2 separate regions of the Sus scrofa genome follow, and region 1 is linked to region 2. Evidence: chromatin contacts called from public Hi-C data. All regions are on one chromosome and are shown on one strand. The core of a region is the stretch at or near the end of the contact, and the rest is flanking DNA. Distances in the headings are between cores, read along the strand shown. Region 1 holds the start of FAM129A (protein Niban-like). Region 2 overlaps FAM129A (protein Niban-like).

Evidence for each region. Hi-C and Micro-C count contacts between places; a contact is called where the count stands out from the background.
Region 1: a Hi-C map of fetal heart ventricle shows a contact between it and region 2, with 2.1 times the contacts expected there. The contact joins the promoter of FAM129A here to the enhancer-like site in region 2. A contact is called at or near these places in 4 of 47 Hi-C or Micro-C datasets (alveolar macrophages, blood, embryonic fibroblasts and 1 more) and 1 of 2 datasets of contacts at active chromatin or transcription factors (alveolar macrophages).

Annotation. Positions count from the first base shown.
Region 1 is chr9:126,170,937-126,173,829 of Sscrofa11.1, forward strand. FAM129A (protein Niban-like) reads right to left here and starts at 1,643. Exons shown (of 14, transcript NM_001243219.1): 1 at 1,419-1,643. The coding sequence starts at 1,473. It overlaps RNF2 (E3 ubiquitin-protein ligase RING2), which reads left to right and starts at 1,701. Exons shown (of 7, transcript XM_021102634.1): 1 at 1,701-1,723.
Region 2 is chr9:126,130,206-126,133,173 of Sscrofa11.1, forward strand. The region is part of intron 1 of FAM129A (protein Niban-like); the gene reads right to left. Among named protein-coding and RNA genes, the nearest start is that of FAM129A, 41 kb to the right of the region's middle. Within about 2 kb of position 1,641, at least 10 of the 83 cell types and tissues checked have an H3K27ac peak or open chromatin away from gene starts, as enhancers often do.

The DNA of each region.
Region 1 (2,893 bases), core at 393-2,892, 41 kb after region 2:
TGTTCTATTACACTGTGCTTTCTGTCCCCTACACATTTGTGTAAACAAGCACAAAGTCAAATTTCACAAAGTCAAATTTCCAAGACTAAGGCATGCTTAGTTTAGCTCTTTTTCTAAGATAAATAAATCATCCATCTTTTTCCCATTTTAAATAAACAACAGCAAAGAGATACTTGACAAAATTCTCCCCCCTGAAAGGATGGGCTGTTGATGAGCTTCTGCCTCTGAAAGCACCAGAGCAGAAGTCTGGAAAATCAATTACATCGCTCTCTAGTGCCCTGATTTGATATCCTTTTAAAACGATTTTCAAGGTTGTGGTAACTGAAAACAAATATGGAATAAGGACAACTAAATAAATGCTTTTCTCTTAGAAAATGGTTCAGGAGCCAGAAAAGGGTATCAGGAAGAACTTTACTTTTTTCTTTTTCTTAACATTATTAAGTGTAATATCTAGTTTAGAAGATACTTCTAACGGGAGAAAAACACTAAACTCACAAACTAACCAAATGTTAGGTAGTGGTTGTGGGCAAAGTTTGGAGGGAGGAAAGAGAAAGAAGCCAATTACACCCAGGAGAGAAAGAATCACTATTTCCTGCAGTTTCAGCTGTTTGGTTTTTGTTTTCTTCTGCCTCACTCTTTTCACTGTATCACTATATCCCCGAAAGCCTCCCAAATGAGTTTGTCCCCATCTAAAACTTTAGCAACTGTTACACAGCAGGTCAGCGTTCCTCTTTTGCTTCCCCTCGTCTGCGGGTAAGTAAAGGTAACCACACAACATGAGAGCGTAATGACATTGTCCTTTCTGCCTCTGATGAAATCATCCCGCAAGTGACATTATGAAGTTCAAGTGAAACTTTGGCCGACGCCGCGTTTTACAAAACCAGGCCAACAGTACCAGGAGGGAAATTCTGCTTCATAGGCCGGGAATCCCCAGGGAAATCTCTAGAAGCGAGGGATATCCCCCACTGTTCTTTTTGCGGCAAGTTCAGAAAGGGCTCAGAACTGAGTCCAGGGACAGGTACAGACAGGATGGGGAGGTGTTGCTGGGCTGGGGTGGGGTGCAGAAGAGACATCGAGGCGGGCCGAGTGGAGGAACCGGGGTGGTCCCCCACTCCGTAGCCTGCACCTGTTTCTCCCAGCCTTCCGGCGGCGCTTCCCAAAGCATCCCCAGCCCGCTCACCTGGCTGCAGCGCCCCCCACCCCGGCCAGGGCTCGTGGCGAGCTGCCCTCCAGCTGGAAGAACGCTGGCTGAGAAGACGCCGTGCCCCCTGCCAGGCCCGCGCCCGCCGGAGGAGAGCGGACCGTGGAGGGCGGGGGATGGAGGAGGGAGTCTGCGGGCACCTCTGGGGTCGCGCCCAGTAGGGCCAAGGCTCGAGGCGGACCGGCGCCGCGCTCCCGGGAAGCCCCGGCGGGCGTACCTCGGATGTAGGCGCACTTGCCCTCGTCCAACTGGCTGGAGGCCGAGCCGCCCATGGCGACGGAAGGTGCAGGAGGATGCTGAGCGCGCGGCTGCCCGGCCCACTCCCCCGGCGGGAGGGACTGCCACTCCCGTCGGCGCCCGCTGCCCGCTCCTGGAAGCCGATGCGACGGAGATCTGAGCGCTGCAATTAAAGGACACACTTCCTCCGAGAGGCGCGGCCTTCTAGGGCGCCTCCTCCGGGTCCGCGCCCTCTGAGGATCTGTGGGCTGGCCCCGGGGCTGCCTTCCCGCCTTCGCTTCACTGGTGAGTTCTGAGGGGAAGTGTGGCCTGGAACGACTTTCAGCTCCTTCTCCTTCTCTTCGCTGACTTCTTATTTTCACCTCGAGTCAGAGGACAATTTCCCTGGTAATGGGAAACCCCTGTGAGCCGGACCCTTCCCCCTCACATCCCACGAGGTGGAGTTCAAAAGCCCCCTGCTTTGCACGCTCTTCCCTCCAGGACAGGAAGCAACAGTTCTCAAACATCACCTACGAACATATTAGAAATCCAAAATCTCAGCACCTCCCTCTACACACACACACACACACACACACACACACACATACACACAGATACACACACGCACACACACCCTCCCCAATTAGAAACTGGGAGTAGGGCCCAGCAATCTGTTTTCACAGGCCCTCCAGGTAATTCTGACGCCTGCTGATGTTTGAAAACCAATGATAAACTTGCCTTCCTGCAGCCAAGAAGTTGGGCCAAGGAGGAAATGGGGAATGAAGGAAAAAAAGACAGAAATAGAAAAAATTAGGGAGGCATTCCCGTCGTGGCTCAGCGGTAAGGACTCCCGCTAGTATCCATGAGGATGCTGGTTTTAACCCTGACCTCCACCGGTGGGTTAAAGATCCTACGTGGCTGTGGCTGTGGCTGTGGCTGTGGCTAGGCCAGCAGCTGGAGCTCCCATTGGACCCCTAGCCTGGGAACATCCATATGCCACATATGTGGCCCTAAGGAAAAAAAAAAAAAAAAAAAGCAAAAGTTAGGGAGAACCTGACTGTGGGTCCTACTGTATACTCCCAGTCTAGAAACTTCTTAAGACTTGATCAAAGTCTGCTCTTACACTTTTAGGTTCAGTTCCTCTCCTAGACAAACTGGAATGCGTTCATTAGAAAGGGCACTTGTTCTTTTCCCACAACCACTGTTTAGCTTGGCAGCTTTTCCCAAACAAGAACCAGCTTGGTAGAAGGGTCAACACTCATGTCTTCCTATTCTTAGCAGTCAGCTCGTAGTGACTCCTATTGACGTAACCTCCAAGGTCAAATGAGCTGTTCAGACAAGAAGCAGGTCTGAGGAGGACTTTGGAGGCTTTTTCCTTCAAAGTTAATTATCTAGCGTTTTAACACAGAGATGTCTCATACCTCACAATCTCTCACACCTTTCCAATCCATCAGTAAATCCTTTCAAATCTACTTG
Region 2 (2,968 bases), core at 391-2,890:
ACGGTTAAAATAAGTGATTGGTTTAGCTCAGCTATGATTCTGTGCTCTGGTTATTTTAAGCATGTAGTCCCAATTTTAAGGCACCAGTAATTATATACTAATAGCAATTTGGGCTTGACTATTTCTTTTCTCATTTGCTTCTATATTACAGTGTTAACACATGATTCTTTCAAAATATATTAAACATTTATTATATACACATAATTATAGTAAGTGAATCGGTAGGAGTAGAAGTAAAAGGAATGATTCTCCCCACTCTACCCCGACTGATTCTCTTTTTCATCCTTTTCACTTTTATGTGAGGCACACCCACCACCCACTCCCTAGCCCCGGTCCCACTCCCCCTCCAGACATGCAAATGATTATAATGTCACTGGGAAAAGACCTCAAACATACTGGGAAATGTACTAAGCAGGTAAAACACAATGACACTAAATCGCTTTTCTTAATAGTTTCATTACATTTGACTTCTAATTAAAATTTCTGTGGCCATCTATGACCAGAGAAACTCCCTTCCTTGGAATTCCAGCCAGTTCTTTTCTAATTCCCAAAATACTTTTTTTTTTTTTTGTGGTCAGCATTTTTGAAATATAATTTACATGCCATAAAAGTTACTAATGTTAAGAGTAAAATTCAATGAGTTTTGACAGATGTTTATAATTGTACAACCATTACATGATCATGATATAAAATACTTTTATCACCTCTAAAAACTCAGTTTTACAAAAAACAATTCAGGCTGTCTTTCTAACAAATAAGAACATTTATTCCCATTTAAATGTTCAGGTACCCTAAAATCATAATAGTGTTTTATTTATTTTTGGCTGCATCTACAGCATGTAGAAATTCTTAGGCCATGGATTGAGCCCAAGCTACAGTAGCATCCAGCCCGCAGCAGTGACAACACCAGATCCTTAACCTCTAGGCCACCAGGGAACCCCCTAAAATCATAATTTTAAATGATTCCACGTAATGTTGTGCTTCGACTTACTAAGTGAGATTTAGTAAGTCTGTTTCTAAAAGTTTGAAAAGAAAGTCTATGCCACTTAATTTTTTAAACAGCAACTTCCTAGAAGATTTCTTTTCACCTCAGAAAAGAAGAAATATTAAGTTTTAAAGCACTCATTTAGTTTTTGAGAAATCTCATTGATTTGAGAATTTTCTTCTGAAAGTATGTCTTTTTCTCTACCAAATAGATTGAACACTTAAATTTTGGCTTTTTTTCTTAATATTATAAAGCAAATGTTGGCTAATTGTGTCAGCTCCATTAATGCTTAGTCAAAAATGTAAGAGTGTACTGGATAGACCAGATTATCATGAAATTCCATCAGGAAGATTTGTCTAACTTTTACTGAGCATTGAGCTTGGTACTTTAAACATTATCACAAGTCACCAACTAACGAGCTGTAAGACCACGCCCAGCAGACTAGAGCACTAGCAACCCTCCGGAGATGGTAATAGGCATAAGATCAAAAACAGGATTCAAGAATCCTTCTATCCCAAGAGAATGTCCAAAGGATCAATGTGCTTCAAGCTGCAAACTGCAGTTTCATGTTTCAATGACCCTGGCTGCCAAACACCAAGGCACCACTGAGTTTTCCTTACCTATCAACTCTCACAGTCCAGGACTGTCCAGTTTGCTGGGCTTTTCTTTATCATCTTTCACAACTTCCTATTCAAGGACTCTTTTACCAGTAAGACCCTGAAGAAAAATGGATAGAGTAAAACTCAAATCTATCCATCTTTCAAATGATCAGCAATGAAATAAAAGTCTCCAGAGACTGAACTCCTGGTAACCTACTGAAAGGAAAGTTTGAAATTTCCTCAATTCAGAGTGAAGGCTGCTAAGGACTTCCCAGGTGGCTCATGACATAACTACATGGTGTTGCTTCTACAGAGTGAAGGCTGCTAAAATACAGATGTATCTGTCAGCCTTCAGCCTGGAAGATAAAGAGACAGACAGTTTGAAATTTTTTTGGCAGATTTCCCACATCTCTATGTGAGGCATGCTCCTTAGCACAGAGATGCATGCAATGAGCATGCTCAGAGTGATAAGAATGAAACTAAGGAGAGCAAATTATGATTTCAACACACGATTTCCTGTGTGTATAAGAAAAGATATACTTTACTAAATAAGGACCACCAGGAAGTAAATCAGACAAGAAGGAACTCAGACAGAAGCACAAAATCATCTATTAAATAAATTCTTAACAGGTGCAAGGGCAAACATGGCTATGATGACTTTATATGCAAACATATAACCACCAATTTGGCAAATAGAGTTCAGGAGTATGGATTCTCAGTGCTTCAGCCTCCTTCATGGAAGAACCTTTGGTAAGATGACTGTGGTCCCCAAATGTACTTTATGGTTTTAGGACATGAGTTAGTACACATCATGAAACCAGAACCACAAAGGGATGTGGTTCAACTAATTTAGTCTTAAGTGATAGAGGCAATACTTCAGCAAGATGTAGACTGGTCCCTGGCATGTTTTAAATATATTTCATTGCTCCTAAAATACAGTTTCTTCATATTTTAACATCTCTAAATTGTGACTATGTTTTATAATCAATGGGGTCTTAGAATTGTCTTCCACGAAGTTGCTACCATAGTGTGATTGCATGTGCACAGATTTGGCCATAACTGTTCACACATTGTCATTTTAACTGAGCTTTGTTTGCAGTTAGCACTGAATTTAATTGGCATTTTTATATGCTTTTAAAAGATTATACTGATTTGACATCGCAACAAAAAAATCATTGTGTAAGTAGAAAGGCATGGAAATGGAGTTGCAAAATAAATTTTATGCTAGTGGAGTAAGTATTCACTTTGGGGAAATGACCATAAGTCCTTATCTCATAGCAAAGCAACAGTTTTTTAATGAGATTTAAACAAGAGGTAGAGGAAGTTGAGTTGCATGTTGGTACAAAGATACGCACGGGACTGTCCACCTAATGCCAACGGACAC